Linked DNA regions of Drosophila melanogaster: region 2 is linked to region 1. The links are chromatin contacts, called in public Hi-C maps. All regions are on one chromosome and are shown on one strand. Each heading gives the region's core, a stretch centred on a gene start, on an enhancer-like site or on the middle of the called end of the contact. The rest is flanking DNA. Distances are from core to core; before and after follow the strand shown.

Region 1 (7,296 bases), core at 4,605-7,104:
ATCTCCTGCCAATTTCAACCAGTTTTAGCCTAAGACTACCACTCCAATTAGCACTCGAGTGCATTTTCCTGTTCAGAAACATGTTTGGTCGTGGGAAAGTGTTGGTTTAGAGAGGCGATTCCAACTTCCTTAGTTTTGTAAACTTCATCTATGCTTATAACGTTTAACACAAGTTGTTATTTTTTGGTTGAGGTAAAAGACCTCATATTTTATTCCAGTGTACTTAATGTGGGGTAAAGGTCTTAGGTTGGTATGATCGTATTTTTGCGTTTTTACGCTAATGATAAGATGCTTTTCTGAAATGTATTATTTTCGCTTCTTGTTAAGTTTTATGTGTTAGGAAATTACAATTGCTTTTCAACACATAGCGATGTCGAATCAAATTTTAATTTCTCATTGGTCATTTTACGCTTTCCAGGGTGTTGCTTATAAGAACCGCCGTTGTGCTATGTGCCGTCGCGAGATTCCCGCCGAGTTCCTGGACCATCCCCAGCTGGTGAATGGCATTGAGGACATCTGCACCACTCGCGCGACCGAGGACGGCTTCCAGTGGTATTACGAGGGAAGAAACGGTGAGTATAATTAAGCTTTTGGTGCCGGCCGTCCCTCATTCCCATAAACCCCAAATCCTTCACGCACTAAACCCATCTAGGGGGCTGGTGGGCGTACGATTCTCGGACCAATGCAGACATCGAGATCGCCTATGCTGGCTTTGAGATATTCAAGGCAGATAACCCTGAGCTTGCTCCTTTATTTGATCGGGACTGTCCAAACCCTATCAATCACTATTGTCTGTGTGACGAAAATATTATTTTCTACAATGCCGATTCAGAAATTGTTATATACCCAACCATTATTCGTTCATCTGGTCAGGGCGCTCCAGCCTCTTCCGAAAACAATGGTCGGGACTCGCCAGCCCTATCATTGGACGATATTATGAGCTTAGACCCCGATGAGCTGAACATCATTAGGCCGCATCCATGCACACTGCCCATTCAGATCTGCGGGCGTATGTACATCATCGACTTTTTGCAGAATTTACAGTATCTCCGCTTGACTCCAGAAAAGAGCCGCAATATAATGCGCTGCAAGAGCACGGATGACGTTTCTGGCGGAATGAGAGGAGTTGCTGGACTGAGCCAGAACTAAAAATACAAGAACACTTTAATAATTAATGACAACACCTAACTCCTTACCCATTCCGCACATCCATTTCCGTAATAACAAACTGTAATTAAATGACCAAATCGTCGAAAAGAATTGGACCGATTCCATTCCATTCCGAATTTTTCTTTCTTGTCAAAATGTTTAACTATAGGTTGGTGGCAGTACGATGACCGCACTAGTCAGGACATCGAAGATGCCTTTAAGAAGGGCGACAAATCCTGTACAATTTTGGTAGCCGGCTACGTCTACATTGTGGACTTGGAGCAGCTAGTCCAGCAGCGCCAGAATGAGCCCACTCGCTGCCGGAGGGTTAAGCGAGACCTAGCCACCATACCCAAAAAGGGGGTGGCCGGTCTGCGGATCGAAGGCAACCAGGTGACCAGCGACACCGTCTTCAGCAGGCCAACCAACACAGCCAATCCAACCACCGTGGCAGCAGCTGCCTCCAGTTTCATATCCACCATAGCAGCCACAGATGCGGCCATTAGAATCGCTAGCGACATAATAGGCTCAACGCTGGCTCATGCAGATGAACTAACTCGGGGACTGACGGCTAGCAATCTCAACGATGATCTCAGCAGCAGCGGTGAGCAATCCAACTCCACAAATTCAAACGATGCAGGGCGCTCGCCTGCCTCCTCGCCTGCCTCAAGTTCCATGCAGGATCTGATCACGCGTGACCTGAGGAACACCCAACAGGTGATTGCCCACAACCAGCACACCATTGATCTCTTCGAGCAGGCCTTGAACGACTTCCAGGCGCTGGCCATGCGCAACTATGTTGACTCCAGCGATGAGGAGAACAACGACCAGGATCAGGAGCATGAGCTGCGGGAACGGGAGCAGCTGGAGGCGGGCGAGCAGCCACAGTCCAACGATAATCCCCAGAGATTTTAGAAATAATCTACTTACCAGAAAGCTTATATTGTTGCTCGCCTAATCGATACATTTAAAGAAAATATCAAATGTTCCTTTAAGCAGATTTCGATATACGGAAGGGGAATGTTAACTAGAGAAATGCAGCGCGTACCTGAGAATATATCAACTAACATATATAACCATAGGCTCAGAGCGTTGGGCGTCGAACAGGAAAAATAGAAAAAATAGAAAAGAATGTCTACAGGGTAAACAAACATATTCCTTAAAACATAAAATCAGATATTGAAACATAGACGTTACAGCAGAAACATAAATAATCTATTTAATACGATATTCAATTTTCCCCAAACAAACTTAACCCAATTAAAGCAAAAAAATGGTATTCTTAGTAGGAAATGGTAAGGACAGCAGTGGCATTGGTTGAATCCATTTGTGTGGCCTGTAATGCTCTAAGAAATCTCTGTAAGACCTCCGAATAGGATTTCTCTGAATTAACCTGTACATAATAATTACAAAATCAAGAGTTCTACAAGAATTCGGAAAGTTAACCCTCCCTATGGTCTCATTTGCAAGCTGGCAAAAGTAAATATAAGCTCCTCCACCAAGAAAGAGTAGTGTGAAAAAGACAATATTTATGAATTGGGATTAACTAGACATGTGAGTTCAATTAGCAGGAAGTTCCCACTCACATAATTGATATTCAGTGCGTTTCTTAAATCGGAATCGTTTAATTTGACTTACTTTCCACAGTATCTATGTTCTGACACAGTTTTTAGATTTAAATTAATGCAAGCTGTTTTCGAAGCGCACTGTCATCAGGGGAATCAGATGCAGTATTAATTATTAAGTCGCCGTGAAGTGCGTTAAACAAAAACATTTCTGTGACAGTTGAATATATTGATATTTTGTATACTCTAAGTTGCTTTAAATAATAGATTTAAAGGAAAATTGTTAGACAGACCTAATGTTGTATACTACAACTATGTGCTACGGATACGATATACGCCCGATTTAATAATCTCAATTTTGTGACTACTATTTATAGATTCGTTTTCGATATGTACTCCGCCATTACTTCTAACAGCGAAGTGCGTATTCGTTGCTTCCCTAATATCTACGGTATACCTAAAGCTCTACTGAACCCGACTCCCGACTTCGAAAAGCCCCTCCTGGTAATATCAACAGCAGTTTTAAAATTAAACCTCAAATTGATTTCACCGCAACTCATTGTCAACCTCATAATACTTTCTGGCATTTTCCATTGCGCATTTTACTGGATTTTGATAACATTTGCTATTCCATAACTGACAATGAATGAAATGGTCTTAATTACAATCATTTGCATTGCATATCTGGAATACAGAGCCTTTTCGATATGGTTTTCCTATCCTATGGTGGCAGTTTCTAAACAATTCGATTCGTACTTAATAATCATTTAGCTTTTCAACAATTAAATCAAAACCAAATGTGCCAAGAAACATTTATTGAACAGCACTCGCTCCGGTATTTTTGACAGCACTGATAAGGCAACTCTAATAAACAGCACGTAGCATTTTCTGTCGTCTAATATAATTACATTTAATTAATGAATTAAGCATTTACAACTTAGTTTATACAAGATGTTAAGTAATAGATATTGCTGAATCCGATAAATGTCGATTAGAGATCTGGCTTCTGTGCAAGATCACATTTGTAAGAATAGCTCCTAGGACATGTATTTAAGTTGGGCAATAAAAAAAACCACAAAACCTTTGTGAAATATTATTTTAATGCTCGCTTGTCTGCGAATGGAAGTAATAAATATTTACATTTTTTATTTCAAGAAACTCAGTTCTTTATTAAATTTCTAGATCAGAACTGCGTACATTGAGGAACATATTTAAAAGGTTTTCCATGATGGCAGCTTTAAAAAGAAAGTGTGTTATAACCAATTGACCATATTGGATTCCTTTTTTAAAAAAGGCAAAGTGAAAAAAATAACTTTCCTAACAAATAGATATTAAACAAAATGATTCATTATTTTGAAGCACAAAAGAAAGAGATATTCCAATCTTCCATTGATACACTATTATTGTTCTCACAACAATACCAACAAGATCCTTATCTCAATGATCCTCAACTACCCTTAACTTAGACTTGTTAAAGGCAATTCTTGTGTTGAGATCATATACCCCCTCCCCCTCGCAAGTGGCACTGATTGACGGGCATGGAACCTGCACCCTGGACATGGAACTGGAACCCTGGGAGATACTGGCCCTCGGTGTCCCTCAAATGCGTGAAACCCTATGACTCATGCGCAATGGACCAAAAGAAAACGCCTGAGCCGCACGCAGGCAGCATAACAATTTATTGGTCAGAACATACAAGAAAAGGTATTTGTTGATAACGTGGAAGGGGGGAGGTGGCTCTAAGAAGGGAAAAGTGGATTGTGTGATTGGTAAGGATACACCGCGACAAAAAGATCTTATATACTTATGGCGTTATGCTGTTATCATGGGTGATAAAGGTAATATTTTTATACATATGTACGTAACATAATAATAAGTTGTTAATTTCGAAATATTTCGTGTATAGAATAATGCTTTTCCAATTCATAGTAGAGACATTTATTATGAATATTATATGCTATGGAAATTCTAAGTATGTAAATATACAATTGATCGCTGAATATATGCTATGGAAATTCTAACTATGTAAATATACAATTGATCGCTGAATTCGCTAAGTATTTTCCACGATGTAGAAAAGCCCCCACCCACTAACATGTTCTCCAAAGAGATCAGTCCTCTGTGGGTATGAGTCATCTTTGTTTATGTAGAAATTATGCTACCTGCTGCACTATGTTATTTTCATTTTCGTGCTCTACCTGTTGTGCGAAAGCGGAGGAGCAGGGGTATGGGATTCGACACAAATCCGGAGACACCGTTTTCACAGCTCTGCTCTTGTATAGCAATTCTTTGATGACGTGCCGAGTTTAACTACATACCCAGCTTATGACGTACAGACTGATAAGCTGATAGGTTGTTTACGCAAGCGAATTGCATTTAAGAACAATTTAAAGTTTAATTTTTATATGTATGTATGTTTGTTTGTGTATAAAGCGAAAAAGTATTAAGATCATACTTTAAGTAACTTAGCTCATGCTTTTATAACATATATTGATAAAACAAAATCAAAATACATACATACATTCTTTTTAAGAGTATCACTAAGTTTTTGACTTTCCTTAAATAGATATACATACATACATATCTAGTTATTTATTTCATTTATTAAGAAGCTGACTTTTAAATAAAATTAATACCCACATTTAGTATAAAAAACTGTCTAATAATAAATTTTTCTACTTTCAGATGTTCTTTCAAAATTTTAGATCAAAGTTTCCAAAAGTTGCTAATAGTATTCTTAAATTTAGTACTTAATATTCGAAAGAGAAAATAAAAATAGAAATGAAAAAGAGTGTGGTAAAAGCGAGGTTTTAGATATTCAACGACACACAAATGTGTACATCTAATTTCATTGATTTGAATTATTTAATTTATTTATTTTTGACTTCATTATCTTTTTAAGCATTATTTTGCTAAAAGCTCAGAAGCAGCTGCCATGAGCGCTTTTAGGCACTGAACACGATCGTGCACGTCGCTGACGAGAGCTTTATTAAACTTTTAAGCCAGATCCAGTTTCATTGGCACTATCAAGTAGAGTGTGGTGAGCAAAAGAAAAACGGGGATAATCGGAGAGGCGACAGCAACAACAACGACCCAGTGCCTTGGCAGTTGATGTCTGTTTGTGGTTGGCCATCCCGCGCAGTCGCGTTCTCCCGCACACTTGCGCAGTGAACACAACCTGCGCTCCAAACTGGTTTTGGTGGAGGAAATCCGCAAGAGAGAGCGCTAGAGAGCGGATTGGAACTCGGTTTCGGCCAAAGCCAAAGCAGAGCCAGCAGCCAGTTTTTGCTTTTTAGTCGATTTGTATCTACCTTTGGTGCGGACGGTTGGTCGGAATAAACGCGTTTCGCAGCGGAACTCCAAGAAGAGCAGAAAACCAGTCTTTAATTGTTCCATTTCAAGCTGAAATCAAATAAAAGTTCTTCGCCAATGGCTGAATAAAGTACGAATCAATGCAATCACTACGATTCGCAGTGGAAAATTGCTGGAAAAGTGAGCAAAGTGTGTGAAAAATGTGCAAATACAAGAATTTTTATATTGATTTTCTTGGCCAAAAGAGCGAACGAGCGAGCAAAAGGCAGCAGCAGAGGAAGAAGAAGAAGCAGCAACAGCACAAAGCTGCGCTGTAAGGCTTCCGTCGTTGGTGCGAGCAAGAGGGGAGGGCCCTACTGGGTGGGTGTGAACGAGACAGCAATAGCGAGAAATGTACTCTGGTGTGTGTGTGGGAACATTTATGTTTGTTGTTTTTGTTATGTTCTAGCTTTGGCCAAGTTAAATTAAAAAAAAAAAGAACAACAAGAAGTGGAGTTGTACACAGGAAAAAATGATATCAAGTGCCTTTTCTTCTAATATATGTTTATCTTTTGAAAAGCAAAAGATATTATTCAAATGAGAAAAAAAATAATCATAAAGTAATATTATTTGGCGAATTATATTTTTTTTTTAACAGAAAAAGATTCTGTACTATATCTCAAAAATAATTGGAAAAGCATCTAACTTACAAAAATGGGATACAATATATAAATACATTTTTTGATATCTACTTTTTTTTTCTGTGTACAAATAAAAAGAATACCTGTATGTGAGCTTGTGTGTGCGCCTATTCTTTTGTGCAATTCGCCTTTTAAAGGCATCATAAAAATAGCTCAGCCTGCAGTTTGAAAGTGAAAGAAAACCACATTTAAGCGGAATGCAAAGTGAATTGGCAGCAAGTGCAATAATCGACCCTTCTTCTTCCCGTGTTTGTGTGTTTAAATAGCTTTTTTTGCGTGGGTGCTATTGCTGTCTCGCTCCCGCTCCTGCTCGCATATCCTTTTGCCCTTTGCCGTTTGACGTCGTTTGCTTCTTATTGATTTTCGTCATTCATTGATAAGAGGTTGCGAACGAATGTGCGCGTGTGTGTGTCTGAAAAGGAAATCCCCAGCCAAAAAATACTAATGTTCGTGGTATCTCCATATAGCAACCGCTTTATTGACCAGAATGTCGTAAGGATCGATCATAGAGCCACCAATACACATACCCAAACCACACCAATCCTGGACAATGCAACCGTTCAGCGACAGTCTGAGCAAAAGTCGCGATG
Region 2 (7,489 bases), core at 1,832-4,331, 240 kb before region 1:
GAGACGCTCTCGAAGGGAGCCAGATTGACGTTGCGCACATAGTCCGACTTGATGATGAAGGTGCCGGCATCGTTGCAGTACAGGTTCCACAGGAATCTAAAACGAAAGTAAGTAGTTGGGTTACCTAAAATCAATTCAGCCTTGCACATTATGGCACACTCACTTGGTTTTCTCCGCTTGGGTACCACGAGTTATCAAGACCAGACCGCAGAGCAGGTCGTTAAAGGAGATGCCACGCTGGGTGCCACCACAGGCGGCATATAACATGTCCACGATCTTTGGCGGCACTCCCTCGCACAGCACATCCTGCTGAAAGGCATTCCGACTGAGGAAGTTCCTGCCCACGCCCGCTGACTTTTTGAAGGCATCTCTCAGGCGGCGAAGCTCTACGTCGCTTACTGGAATAAAAAATCGGTGAATGAGTAATGCTGCGTTAGGGATTATCCCATGTGCCTTTAATTAATAGCCGGTATGCCGGGTAACCCCCTCATTTGATGCGATTTACGACCTCGATTTCACACTAACCGACGTGCTGTCAATAACAAACTGATTATTGGGAACACATGTTCCAGTATGGAAACCCAATTCAAATACATTCGCTCTAATTGTTTAATAATATACATTATAATAATATCAATAAACATTATTTCCGAGCTCATTTACCAATTCCATTACATATGGTATTAGATTCGTTGTTACCTAATTAACCATTATCAGTAATTGATTTTTCACTAATTACCTGAAGTGCAAAAAGGTTACCCACAAACCAATAGAAGGTAACATGAATATTATGTTCTTTAACGATAATTATTAATTATATTAATTATATTTTAGGACTGTTTTCATATGATCAACAAATAAAAAAAATTTAACTAATATTTCTTGCCCTAAAACGATAAATTATATATAAGTTAAAAAATGAAGAGGGTATCCCGAAGTCCGCCACACAAAGTTAATTTTATTTGTTTAATAATTGTGAATCATTTCCCGTGGAATCAAAGCAGCATAACATACGACAGTTTAAAATCGTTTAGCACTTAAGTCAGAAAATGATAAGAAACGAAACAAAATGTTCTTGTTAATATCGTTGCGCATTCTCAATAGTATGCTAATTCATGTTACTTCATCTTAAATGTACTACATGTTCCCTATTTAACCATTTTCATTCATGCCCCGTTCATAACGTTATAATTCATAACGTTGATTATTTAATGTCGGAAATAAAAGGCCACAAGAAGCGCAATTAAATTGACAATAAATAAACCATTTTAATTTCAACGATCAGGTTGAGAACCCAGAGCCAACTGATAACCGCCAAACCGGGCGTGAAAATACATTCCCAAGTTGATTGGGCAATATTGCAGGCGAATTATGCGACGTCACGGAAACGGCATTTTATTGAATGTTAACTGCAACTCGAGTCTGCGATTATTGACCACCGCGCACATACTTGCATGCTAGTCCTCACTTCCCCCTTGGTTTTACTGGAACCGGTTGGAGTGGCTAATAAGAAACACACGCACCCGGTCGCACGCCCCACACCAGTGATGGTGGGTGGTGGAGGGGTGGTCCGGAGTGCTGGTGTTCCGGGGGAGTGAGCCTTATCAGCGACACTCGTTTTCTTAACTCTGGCTGGGCCGCCTGGCCACAAATCAGCAACCATAACCATAACAACACCAGCATTTAGATGATTGCCAGCGCAAAGGGAAGGCGGAATAAAGTAAGTGAAAAGCACTAAGGGAAGCTAAACGTCATTGAAAGTGGGCCGAAAATGGGTATACAAGTTGGCTTAAATAATCTTAACTCTTCTGAATGATTACCAATTTTATTGCTGGTTCATTATTATAAAATATTTGGAGAAGAGTGAACATTCCGATTTTCATACTTTGTAAATAAATTTCTATTTTTTTGGCTTATCAGCTTGTTTTAAACACAGTAATTCCTTTTCCTATCTGAACATATTCCACTTAAAGAGGAATTTTAAGAAATAAGGAAATGACATGCAGAATTAAAAGCCCAATGAATTATTTATTTTAAAACATTTTTCTTATGGATATTCCAATTGGAAAATCGAAATCCAAAATGCTCCCCTTTCATTATAATTTCATTTCATTATAAACAAAAAAATTTTAAAGTAGGCTTCTTTATAAAATACTTCAACAGAAGACCTTTGCCCATAGAGTGCGAATTGAAATGAACACTGGAATGACATGCTGAACTTGAAATGAATCGTATTCGCAGCGACATCCGCATCCGCGCATTCCAGTCACCCTAAGCGTGAACTGCACTCCACTGGCTGTCTAACTGTTTCTCATGTGCCTTCGCTGCTTTGTTGTCTCTCACCCACACAGCGCACACCTCCAACTGCCACCCCATTCGGTTAGCTTTTCTATTGTGACGTCATTGGCGGCGGAGACGCAAATACCCATGCACATGAAAACACATGCAATAAAGAAGCCACACTGGAATGGCAGTAGATAATTGCAAGAGATAGGATTAAGAGGAGCATGAGGATGGTGGTGGCGGAAGTCAGTGGTGATTCCCGTTGGTCAGAAGACGTGGGCGCAACAACACAATGGAATCGATTGCACCTGCTTGTACGTTGTTGTTGCTTTCGCAGGGGGTTCTGTTTTCTTGATTGGCAGTGACCTATTTTCTGCGGCTGGGAGACGGCCCCACAAGTAACCAGCCGGAGGAGACTCACCGCGTTTCACCGAATCCTCGTAGCTGACGCTATTGGAGTGCTTGGACTCCTTGGTGCCCATGGTCCAGAATTTCTTGTTTGCGGGGGTGCAACTCAATGGATTCTGGGGCTCCGCCTGCTGCTGCGTCTGGCGACGCCACTTTTCACATTTGTTCAACTTCACTTCACAGTCGCGGGCGGAACAATAGGCTGCTGGCGAGGATCAGGTGCAGGATCACGACGATATATGTGTATGAATATATAATATACACCTGTCTTTTTGACTCTTGTCTTGTGCTATTTTCCTCTGTTTCTTTCTATATTCGCGCACTTTCCAACACTAACTGGAAACAGCTGTTTTCCCCATCGTACGATAAGCTATCGATAGACGACGGCGCGCCAGTGTTGCGCAGCAACGAATTATCGAAACTCATATTTTTTGTACGGGCGTAATTAGAAAGCAGTAATTAACTTCATTTCCACGTAATTTTCACAACAAACCAACGTAGACTCGCACCGCGTAGCGAGCGCCTTTGCATTTGCCCACCGGAAAAGCCGCCGCACGAAATCCGAAACTCGGGCACAGACAACAAAAAGGTCTTAAATCTACGTCGCCATTTTTGACACGGCTCCGAAATCGAAAACACAACACACACACCCAAGAGAAAAAGAGCTGCGCTGCGGAGAGAAGGAAAAAACTATACGTTTTCGATTCGAGTCGATTCAATTAGATTGTGGATTAGTGCGGTTACGTCTGGGTATAGTGTATATGTACATACATACGCTAAACGGCACGCATGGGGCATAATCGTGATTAGTGTTATTAGCCAAGAATCGGAGAGGAAGTCAGTCAGTTGATTAAGGAGACGACGACGTGTACAGAGCATCATCACCCTTAACCCGTACCCTAACCCCCAGCTAAGCACTATTATCGGGCCAGATACTGTGATCCTACCGCAAAAGCACACAAAATGGCCAAAACCTACGACTATCTGTTCAAACTGCTCCTGATCGGTGACTCCGGAGTGGGCAAGACCTGCATCCTCTTCCGATTCTCTGAGGACGCCTTCAACACAACGTTTATATCCACAATAGGTGAGTGTCATCATCCGCGTTTACCGTGTCTTCCGATTCTTAATTTTTTTTTTTTTTTGGTTATTAATTATAACACCTTCGTTCGCATGAACTCATTCGCAATTGGAAATCCGAGCTTCTGGCCCAGTGACTCATTAAATGCCTCTTTTCTTTTTTATTTCCTGCCCCATCCGGGCGCATTTGTCATAAATATTGTTGTTTCCATGGGAGGGGCACTCCCACCATGTTTGATTTCTCGCGCTTATTAAGATTTTCCCGTAAGGAATATATCCGGATGCCTTATCTCGCCCTGAGATTCACACCCGCATAGGAAAGCGATCAGAAATGAGTACTCAGTCCGAGTACCCATAGTCTTTGTACTTTCGCTGCTCTTATCGCCCCAGAAGCCGGATTGTTCCGATGCGAGACTTGACCGTCGCACGCCAAATCGGGAATGCCCTATTATATACCCAGCAGGCCCATGCCCAGTCTCAGAGGGAATTCAAGTAGTTGTTCCCGTACGAGTACAGTGAAGCCTTTCTACCAAACACAGCAAATACTTTTTAATAAATTCGAATCATAATCAGTACAACTTCAAGTGGCAGTTAAATCAGATTATGCTAGTAATTTTAAGCTTATTAAAATAATAATCACAATAATATTCGACATGCACACTGTACTTTCCCGTACTTGTAAACACAAAAGTAGAGCGATTCCCATTTCTGCTCGTGGCTAATAATTGTTTATTTTCGTTTTTGGCACGTTTTCATCGCGACACTTCCAATTTTGGGGCATTTACTTAACGACATTGTTTAAATTAATTGCGTGGTTTGTGGATTTCGGTTCTCTTCGTCTCTTATTTTAGCTGCGATGTCATGGGTTCCGACCAAACAGGTTTAGCCTCTTGCCAAATTATTTAAATTAATTAGCAAACGTACATGTGTGTATATGCTCATCTGTTTTCTCTTTTCAGGTATCGATTTTAAAATTAGAACAATTGAATTAGATAACAAGAAGATTAAGCTGCAGATATGGTAAGTACTAGGCGATTCATCTGTATTCTCTAATTACCTATATCTCCATTCATTTTCCAGGGACACTGCCGGCCAGGAGCGTTTTCGCACAATCACCACGGCCTATTACAGAGGTGCCATGGGCATCATGCTGGTATATGACATAACCCAAGAAAAGTCCTTCGAGAACATCAAAAACTGGATCAGGAATATCGAGGAAAATGCGTCCGCCGATGTCGAGAAAATGCTGCTGGGAAACAAGTGCGAATTGACCGATAAGCGACAGGTATGGAAAAAAGAAATTGGTGATTTCGCTGGCTATTCCTCCAAGTTCGTTTATTTGTTTGTTCCATAAAAGTTATCTACAAACATTTTATTTATATATTTCAAATTCAGTTAGTGTATAATCATTTGTTATTAAATCCAATAAGGGATAGACAATGATTTGGCGCAATATTCTTTTCAGCTTCATAAAGCTATCTGCCCTTAAGGCCGATAATTAAACAATTTTCCACCCGTTGTAGGTTTCAAAAGAGCGCGGCGAACAATTGGCCATCGAGTATGGCATCAAGTTCATGGAGACCTCCGCGAAGGCCAGCATTAACGTGGAAGAAGCCTTCCTCACCCTAGCCAGTGATATCAAAGCGAAAACGGAAAAGCGAATGGTGAGTGTGCGGGTGGCGAGACTCGGACAAAGCGTTTTTTTTACTGTGGCTAACCATTTACATCCTTTGTGTGCGCAGGAGGCGAACAACCCACCCAAGGGCGGCCATCAGCTGAAACCGATGGACAGTCGGACGAAGGACAGTTGGTTGTCCAGGTGCAGTCTGCTTTGACGTGGCAACGTGCGCTCGGCACTGAAGCGGCATGGTGGCAACGACTACACGGTAGTGGTTTATGGTGGTAACTACGAGGTAGTAGTTTTCTTAACTCCTGTTAGGTTCGAGTACAAGCGGGACCCCGACAAGCGGACATTAACTGACATCTAAATCAACCTTAAACATCAATCAGCAGCCGGCTCCCTTTAACCGAATAAGCGCGATAATGGAATAGAACACAAATTGCATTATGAAACAGTTATTAAATAAAGTATATGACGACAGCGTGTACGAAATATACCTAGGCATGATAATATGTATACATATATACGTATATAACTCAAGTTTAAAGATAAAACGATCCAGCGATAGCGAAAATCGAAGAGCAGCCAATCCAACCCGCCCGCGTCCTTCTCGAAGAGGTTTTAGTATTTACGGAATTATGATTTTCTCTAGCAGCCATGGTTGTCGATTTGTAAATTATTAATTGTAAAACAAATATATTGTATGTACTATGTATGCATATGATTAGTTTACCTGTCCTTGTTTTGCTCATTGCTTGTATGTACTTTCGATCGATTCAGAAACCCTTTTGCCATTACGTTGGGAATACGACGGAGGAGGTCCAGACGCACAATGACCCAAAAGTGTAAAACAGCCCAATCCGCCCCGCACCTCCCCCTACCCGGTCCTAACTTTATATAATATAATGTGGTAGTATCGCACAGATCGAGGGTGCTTATTATATTCTTCTTAATCTTCACACACATTTCATTTGGTTAGTTCGTACTCTATTTATTTTGTTCTTTGCCGCACACCACATGACTTTGTCAATAAAACGTTACACCTAATATTAAAACATTAACGAAGATTTGCAGATTTGCGAGATATCACCAATTAAAGGTAGTCTATCGATGAGAATCGATCGGCAGCAATAAACAATTATGAACACATACACAGCGCAGTAATATAAATAATGTGAAATTAAATGATAACTAATTGCATATTTGATATTAATTAATTACTTGTAATATTAATGATTAAACGTATACAATTTTATAAAAATAAATCATGTGCAAAACCAAAAACTTTTTATTTGAAAAGATTTTATGGCTCGTTTCGTAGCGCTGAGCTTCTGTCATAACAGAGACAGGCGAGTTCGACGCGTCGGACCCAAAGTCGCGTAGACAGATTGTGCTGTGGAGCATTGTAGAGTATGGGCTGAGGACTATCAACTTATACAAAATGTCCATGCTGCAATGCACTGGGTTTCCCAGGTACACTTGAGAGGACCTTAAGAAATCCAATACCAGTTTGTGGGTAAGTCTATTCGCTCAGGGTTCGATCAGGGATTACTCTTAAATGATCTGGATCATGTCCAATGACCCAAGTCGGATGGAGAGGATTATGAATATGAATCATAGCTTAATCGTTGACATACCGACGAGACATCATGTTGCATTATGGGGCATCATAAATTTATATATCTGTGTGGAAAATTAAAGAAAAGTCCCGTAAAGTTCTTATTATATGGTGGTAAAAGAGTTCGAAGCTAAGCTAATTAAAAATTGTAAAAAGAGCCCGTGGGAATTAAACATCCCTCACATGGCCAGACCACTGCACCCTCCGCCTCTTCATCTTCTTCAAAAATCTAAAACTAAACTAAAAACTAACTAATCTTACTACTTCCTATCAAAATGCTAGAGGCTTGCGTAGCAAACTAACCAAATTGTATTGTAATAGCCTTTCCTTTGCATCCCGTATAATAGTGTTCAGAGACTTGTTTAAAGCCGGGGATTTAACTCCGAAGTCTTCCCACGTACATATGTACACATTATGACCGTCCCTCCAAATGGGAACGGGTTAGATCTACCCTCCCGTTGGAAGAGTTACTTTTTGAC

The links. Hi-C and Micro-C count contacts between places; a contact is called where the count stands out from the background.
Region 2: a Hi-C map of the Kc167 cell line shows a contact between it and region 1, with 5 times the contacts expected there. The contact joins the promoter of Rab8 here to the promoter of wnd in region 1. A contact is called at or near these places in 4 of 107 Hi-C or Micro-C datasets (the D17-c3 cell line, the Kc167 cell line and the S2 cell line).

Annotation. Positions count from the first base shown.
Region 1 is chr3L:19,634,341-19,641,636 of dm6, reverse strand. It overlaps wnd (wallenda), which reads left to right and starts at 5,854. Exons shown (of 8, transcript NM_176363.3): 1 at 5,854-6,206; 2 at 7,174-7,296. The coding sequence starts at 7,257. It overlaps Rnf146 (Ring finger protein 146), which reads left to right. Exons shown (of 4, transcript NM_001144507.3): 3 at 419-572; 4 at 1,319-4,430. The coding sequence ends at 2,064.
Region 2 is chr3L:19,866,670-19,874,158 of dm6, reverse strand. It overlaps Rab8 (Rab8,), which reads left to right and starts at 3,081. Exons shown (of 5, transcript NM_079448.4): 1 at 3,081-3,778; 2 at 4,731-4,791; 3 at 4,852-5,056; 4 at 5,295-5,435; 5 at 5,514-6,671. The coding sequence starts at 3,655. The coding sequence ends at 5,606. Usp32 (Ubiquitin specific protease 32) reads right to left here and starts at 3,020. Exons shown (of 14, transcript NM_001275148.2): 1 at 2,705-3,020; 2 at 164-398; 3 at 1-96. The coding sequence starts at 2,765.